Linked DNA regions of Mus musculus: region 1 is linked to region 2. Evidence: chromatin contacts called from public Hi-C data. All regions are on one chromosome and are shown on one strand. The core of a region is the stretch at or near the end of the contact, and the rest is flanking DNA. Distances in the headings are between cores, read along the strand shown.

Evidence for each region. A called contact is a pair of places that touch in the nucleus more often than the background predicts.
Region 1: a contact with region 2 is called in a Hi-C map of erythroblasts, with 1.8 times the contacts expected there. The contact joins two enhancer-like sites. A contact is called at or near these places in 12 of 39 promoter capture datasets (the 3T3-L1 cell line, the C10 cell line, cranial neural crest and 7 more), 4 of 15 datasets of contacts at CTCF or cohesin (CD8 T cells, the G1E-ER4 cell line, large pre-B cells and 1 more), 28 of 484 Hi-C or Micro-C datasets (8-cell embryo, B cells, CD8 T cells and 18 more), 12 of 115 datasets of contacts at active chromatin or transcription factors (the 230-238 cell line, CD8 T cells, differentiating embryonic stem cells and 3 more) and 1 of 9 other capture datasets (embryonic stem cells).

Annotation. Positions count from the first base shown.
Region 1 is chr7:75,826,503-75,829,202 of GRCm38.p6, reverse strand. All of the region lies in intron 1 of Gm51489 (a long non-coding RNA gene), which reads right to left. Among named protein-coding and RNA genes, the nearest start is that of Gm51489, 5.3 kb to the right of the region's middle. Within about 2 kb of position 1,357, at least 39 of the 459 cell types and tissues checked have an H3K27ac peak or open chromatin away from gene starts, as enhancers often do. A contact at or near this core is called in CD8 T cells, the G1E-ER4 cell line and erythroblasts, where this site is marked.
Region 2 is chr7:75,759,760-75,762,459 of GRCm38.p6, reverse strand. No RefSeq gene overlaps it. Among named protein-coding and RNA genes, the nearest start is that of AU020206, 21 kb to the left of the region's middle. Within about 2 kb of position 1,334, at least 28 of the 459 cell types and tissues checked have an H3K27ac peak or open chromatin away from gene starts, as enhancers often do. A contact at or near this core is called in CD8 T cells, the G1E-ER4 cell line and erythroblasts, where this site is marked.

The DNA of each region.
Region 1 (2,700 bases), core at 108-2,607, 67 kb before region 2:
TATTTTTCGAGACTGGGTTCTGTGTAGCCTTGGCTGTCCTGGAACTCACGCTATAGACCAGGCTGACCTCAAACTCAGAGATCCGCCTGCCTCTGCCTCCCAAGTGCTGAGATTAAAAATTTGAACCATGGGGCTCGAGAGATGGCTCAGCGGGTAAGAGCACCCGACTGCTGGTCCGGAGTTCAAATCCCAGCAACCACATGGTGGCTCACAACCATCCGTAACGAGATCTGACTCCCTCTTCTGGAGTGTTTGAAGACAGCTACAGTGTACTTACATATAATAAATAAATAAATCTTAAAAAAAAAAATGTTTGAGCCACCACTGCTCAAAAGAGTCATGTTATTCAGCTGCTTGCCCAGAGAAGTGACTTCCTCAGGTCTGTGTGTAGTGAGGGAAAGTGGCCAGAGGACGCTCTTTCTACTTATTGAAAATATTTTGCCAGCCAGTGGTGACGCACGCCTTTAATCCCAGGACTTGGGAGGCAAAGGCAGGAGGATTTCAGAGTTCAAGGCCAGCCTGGTGAGTTCCAGGACAACCAGGGCTACACAGAGAAACCCTGTCTTGAAAAAACAAAACAAAACAAAAAAAGGAAAACCATTTTTTTTAACAGTTTCTACTTCGAATCACTCTCCATTTTGTACCAAGCATTTCTGAGCCGGGCCTGACATCTTTCTAGCATGTCCTGGTGAACATCATGCTCTTTGTTGGGACTGTCCTTCACAGCTGTCTCTCTTCCAGGCTCCATACCTTGCAAAACACTGCCAAAATCTGAGTCTTAATTTCAGTGAAGAAACTACTTTAAATTATTAATTAACCAAACATTGTTCTCTGTGTGTGCATGATTCCCTCATGTGTGGGCACTCATCCCATGGTGTGCGTGCAGAGATGAGAGGAAACTCTGCGGGGGTTCTTGCTTGCTTGCTTGCTTGCTTGCTTGCTTGCTTGCTTGCTTGCTTGCTTTCCCTCTTTCTGTGAGTTCCAGGGATGGAGGCCCGTTCACTCAGCTTGCGAGGTGAGCACCTTTCCCCGTTGAGCCATTTTACCAGGCACTCTCTTCACTAAGGGCTCCATGGCTTACGGTTTCTCTTCATTCACTGCCCTCTGGCGGGGGAACAGGAAGTAGCAGCCTTTTACCATTTTGATCCTGGAGGGCACAAAGTCCATGAGAGAGCTGCTGAGATACTGCAGAACAGCGGGTGAGAACAGATACCATTTTCTCCTGCAGGCTGCTCTGGACCGTGCACGCATGGCCTCTCCTCTTGAATTTTGAGGTGCGGAGGATCCGAGTCATTTAGAAGTTACTTTAGGTTCTAAGACAAGTGGATTGGTTTGGTTTTGTTCATTTATTTTATGTATATGAGTACACTGTAACTATCTTCAGACACACCAGAAGAGGGCATCAGATCCCAGGACAGATGGTTGTGAGCCACCACGTGGTTGTTTGAAATTGAACTCAGGACCTCTGGAAGAGCAGCCAGTGCTCTTAACTGCTAAGGCATCTCTCCAGCCCTGCCCCCCCCCCCTTTGTTTTTAAATGTTACTAAGTATCATTGTGCATGAGTCACAAACATATGTAGAAGATAGAGGACAACTTGAGGGAACTGGTTCTCTCCTTCTACCAAGGGAATCCTGGCCTTGAACCTCAGCTTATCTGACTTGGTGGCAGGTGCCTTGACCTGCTGAGTCATCCTTGGCTTGCCTCTTCTTGTTCTTGTTGTTAGTATTCTATTTACTGGACCACACTAGGTTCTTGACTTGTAAGAGGATTAATGTTCAATTTTATTTTAATTTTGAAAATTGATAAGAATTTATGATTGCAAATTGGGACACGTTATTTGATTTTAAAGAGACACAGAGACACACACATACACCCATTTCTGCTCATGAAATCCAGTACTCTCCTGTCCCTGCATGGAGACAGAGCAGTTAGCACTACTTCCCCTCCACACAAACACACACACACACACACACACACACACACACACAAACACACCTTTTTCCCAGCATAGATGCCTCGGGCCCTTGGAGAGGGCCGACAAATGGGAGCACGGCCTGGTCCCCGAATATTACAATCCCTCTTTCATGACAGCACCCCCTTCCCTCCCGTGAGTAAAAATCAGCATTTCTGTGGTACAGATGGCTCCTGCCCTTGAAGGAAGCAGGAGCCAATATCCTTGAAGTGATAAAAAGCCCACTCTTGGACTATGAGAAAGAGGCAATTAAGTGTTCCCAGACAGCTGAGACCAGTTTGCAAAAATGCACCAGCCTCTGATAATGGAGTGAGTTTCTTTTTCCCAGGTCAGGAAGGCCCCTGTCCAGCTGCGCAGTCCACCCTGCTGTCTAAACAAATGTTATCAGGTTTGAAAGATAGCATTCCTTCACCGCCTCCCCAATCATGTCATGTAACACCAAAGCTTGATAATCCCAGCTTATGCATACATATATGTGTGTGTGTGTGTGTGTGTGTGTGTGTGTGTGTGTGTGTGTGTGTGTGTATGGTGTGTGTGTACGGTGTGTGTGTGTGTGTGTGTGTGTGTGTGTATGTTGTGTGTGTGTGTGTGTGTGTGTGTGTGTGTGTGTGTGTGTGTGTTTATCAAGCTTCTCAAGCCCCTAGACTGGATCATCACACTCCTAACCAGGAAAGGCTTGCAATCTGGGTCAGACTCATATACTAAAGACTCTCTCTTGGACTTGCAA
Region 2 (2,700 bases), core at 85-2,584:
CTGGGGCATATGACAGATTACTCCTGCCTTTCTCTGGCCAGGGAAGCTGTGGGACTGGTTTTGGCCCCTGAGCTAAGAATGAAATGTGTGTCCTTCCAGGGCAGACTCTTAATCAGCAGTGCCATGGACGGGTTTTCCCTCTGACCCAGTGACTGGTGGCATGGTGACAGTTCTTTGGGTCTCTGGGAGTGACCCAAAAGTGGTGTCAGTAAGATGAAGCTTACCACAAGTGTGTGTTTCTGCCAAGACACTACCATCTGAGGGGCGTTGGCTGCTGCAGTGTATCCTCACAGGTCCTGACCAAAACAGGTTGTACTTGGGTCTCAGGATTAAGACTTGTACATGAAATGCCCAGGAATGGTGGCACTGGGGGTGGGGAGTGGAGAGAAAGCCAGTGTTAGATCTTCCTTCCACAGTTACTTTTCCCTGTGTGTGTGTGTGGGCCAGCACCTGAAGGAGAGGGTGGAGCAGCAGGAGGGACGGTGGGCGGGGCAAGGGGAGCAAAGGACGAGGCCACTCGTGAAGAATTAGCAATGAACCTGTTACGTTCTCATTTGTTTATTTTCAAAGATTTATTTCCTTATTTTATGCTTATTGATTTCTCTGTATGCATGTACACCTCCATGCCAGAAGAGGGCATCCCATCCCAGTATAGATGGTTGTGATCCACCATGTGGTTGCTGGGAACTGAACTCAGGACCTCTGGAAGAGCAGACATTGCTCTTAGCCACTGAGCCATCTCTCTACACCCTCTTCATTTTTTCTTTCTTTCCTTTTTTTTCCTTCTTTTTTTTTCTTGAGACAGAGTTCCTCTGTGTATCAGAGCCCTTGCCTTTCCCGCACTCAGTTTGTAGACCAGGATGGCCTCGAACTCACAGACCTCCACCTCCCTCAGTGTCTAGTGTTGGAATTAAAGGTGTGTACCACCGTGCCCGGTCTTTCTTTAAAAATTTGTAAGCACAGCATGGCTCGGTCACTTGGCACTGACCCGTTGGCCCCTTTCTGACCAGGACTCCCTGCTGGGTCCTTTGTAATATTGCTTTATCCTTGCTTGGATTTCAGAGACCTTAAGCTTTTTTCTCCTGCCATGTTCTGTCCCCGAGAAGGCAGAGCTGCTGTCCTGGGAAAGACTGGGCGAAGTCCATGTTCTGAACTGTTCCAGGATTTCCCTTCTATAGTGGAGAAAGTACCAGTCTTGATGGTGTCCATCTGTGTGTGAAACTCCCAGTTCCCACTATTGTCAGCCTGAAACTTGGTTATCAATTATGGAGGCTAATGTGGGGTTGTCAGGTGCTGAGTGCATAGGGTTGGGGTAGAGCTGGGTGTGGTTTCACATGCCTGTTATCTCAGTAGCTACAGGCTGAGGATTGCATGTTTGAGGCTTGCCTGAGCTGCACAGTGAAGCCCTGTGTGGAAAAAACAAAGTCTGTGCTCTTTTGCCCATTCTAAGGCATTTCTTACTCCCTTCCTTCCTAACTTTGTGTGCAGGCAAGCTGGGGAGGTGAGCCGGTGTGGAGAACTCACTTGTGTCCTCACTGATCTATATGGGGTATGATGTCATGGGCATGCCCAGGAGAGGCTAGCACAGCACAGCTGATCTTGACGCAGTAGCAGATGGAAGCTAGGCTGTCCACCTGTTTGTGTTATAGGTCCTGGAAGTGCGAATGCCCTGCCCTGTGAGCTCAGGGATGAGTGTTAGCTTGCCTTGCTCCCCTTGCAGGCAGGAACGTTTGCTAACCTGAATTGGAAATCTGTGCATTACCAAGCCCTGCTTCTCCTTTCATTCTAGACCACAGCTGTGTCAGGCTGTGTGTGATGTGTGTGGTGCAGGCAGGGCAAGAGGTGTGAGCTCAGAGCCTTGAAGCTGAGAGAAGTGGCTTGTGCCTGTGGTTCAGTCTTCAGGGGCCACCACAGAAGATGCTGAAAGAGACCCTGTCTCAAGCAGTCTTTTCATAAGAATTTGCTCAGAGCTTACAGTGGTGGTTCATGCCTAGCCAGGCTGTGAGGGCAGTGTGGGCTTTCATCTTCTCTCTCTTTTTTATCCCACACACTGCATGGTTCCTCCTGCCTGGGCCAGAAGCTGACAGCTCCAGCCCCGGGCGGCAGCAGCTCAAGTTGTCCTTAACTCTAGGCAGGGAAATGAAGTTCTCCAGCGTCACCTGTGCTCTGGTGTCCAAAGCTGGCAGCGGCTCGTGTGGAGAGAAGCATCCAGAGGCATGGGTTGGCACCAGCAACCTATGACATTCGTGCAGAGCCTTGAGGCTGATTGCCAGGCCTGACAGTGGTGGACAGAGGAAGAGCCAGGGTCCCTTGGCACCAGAGCGCAGCCTTTGACTGTATGGCCTTTGTCTGTGGGAGATGGGAATGTTACTCCTGCAAGTGCTGGGGCTCCAGGATTCTACCAGCATGTCACTTTTCTTAGGGAGAAGAGGCCAGCACAGAGCTCACACCCAACACTGTGACTACCCTGACTACTCTTCCCTCATGCTGTCTCCCCCCCTCCAAGTTTTTTTTTTTTTTTTTTTTAACAACAAAATGACACACTTGACACCTGTCCAGAATATCAGTGTTGCCCAGACAGTAAAAGTTTCACAGCAGCAAGGGACATGTTAAGAATGGGTAGTCCCAAGGGGAGTCAGACAGAAAGGCACAAGTCACTGAAAGGGCCACACCCTTGGAATTCTATTGACAAAGGCCCAG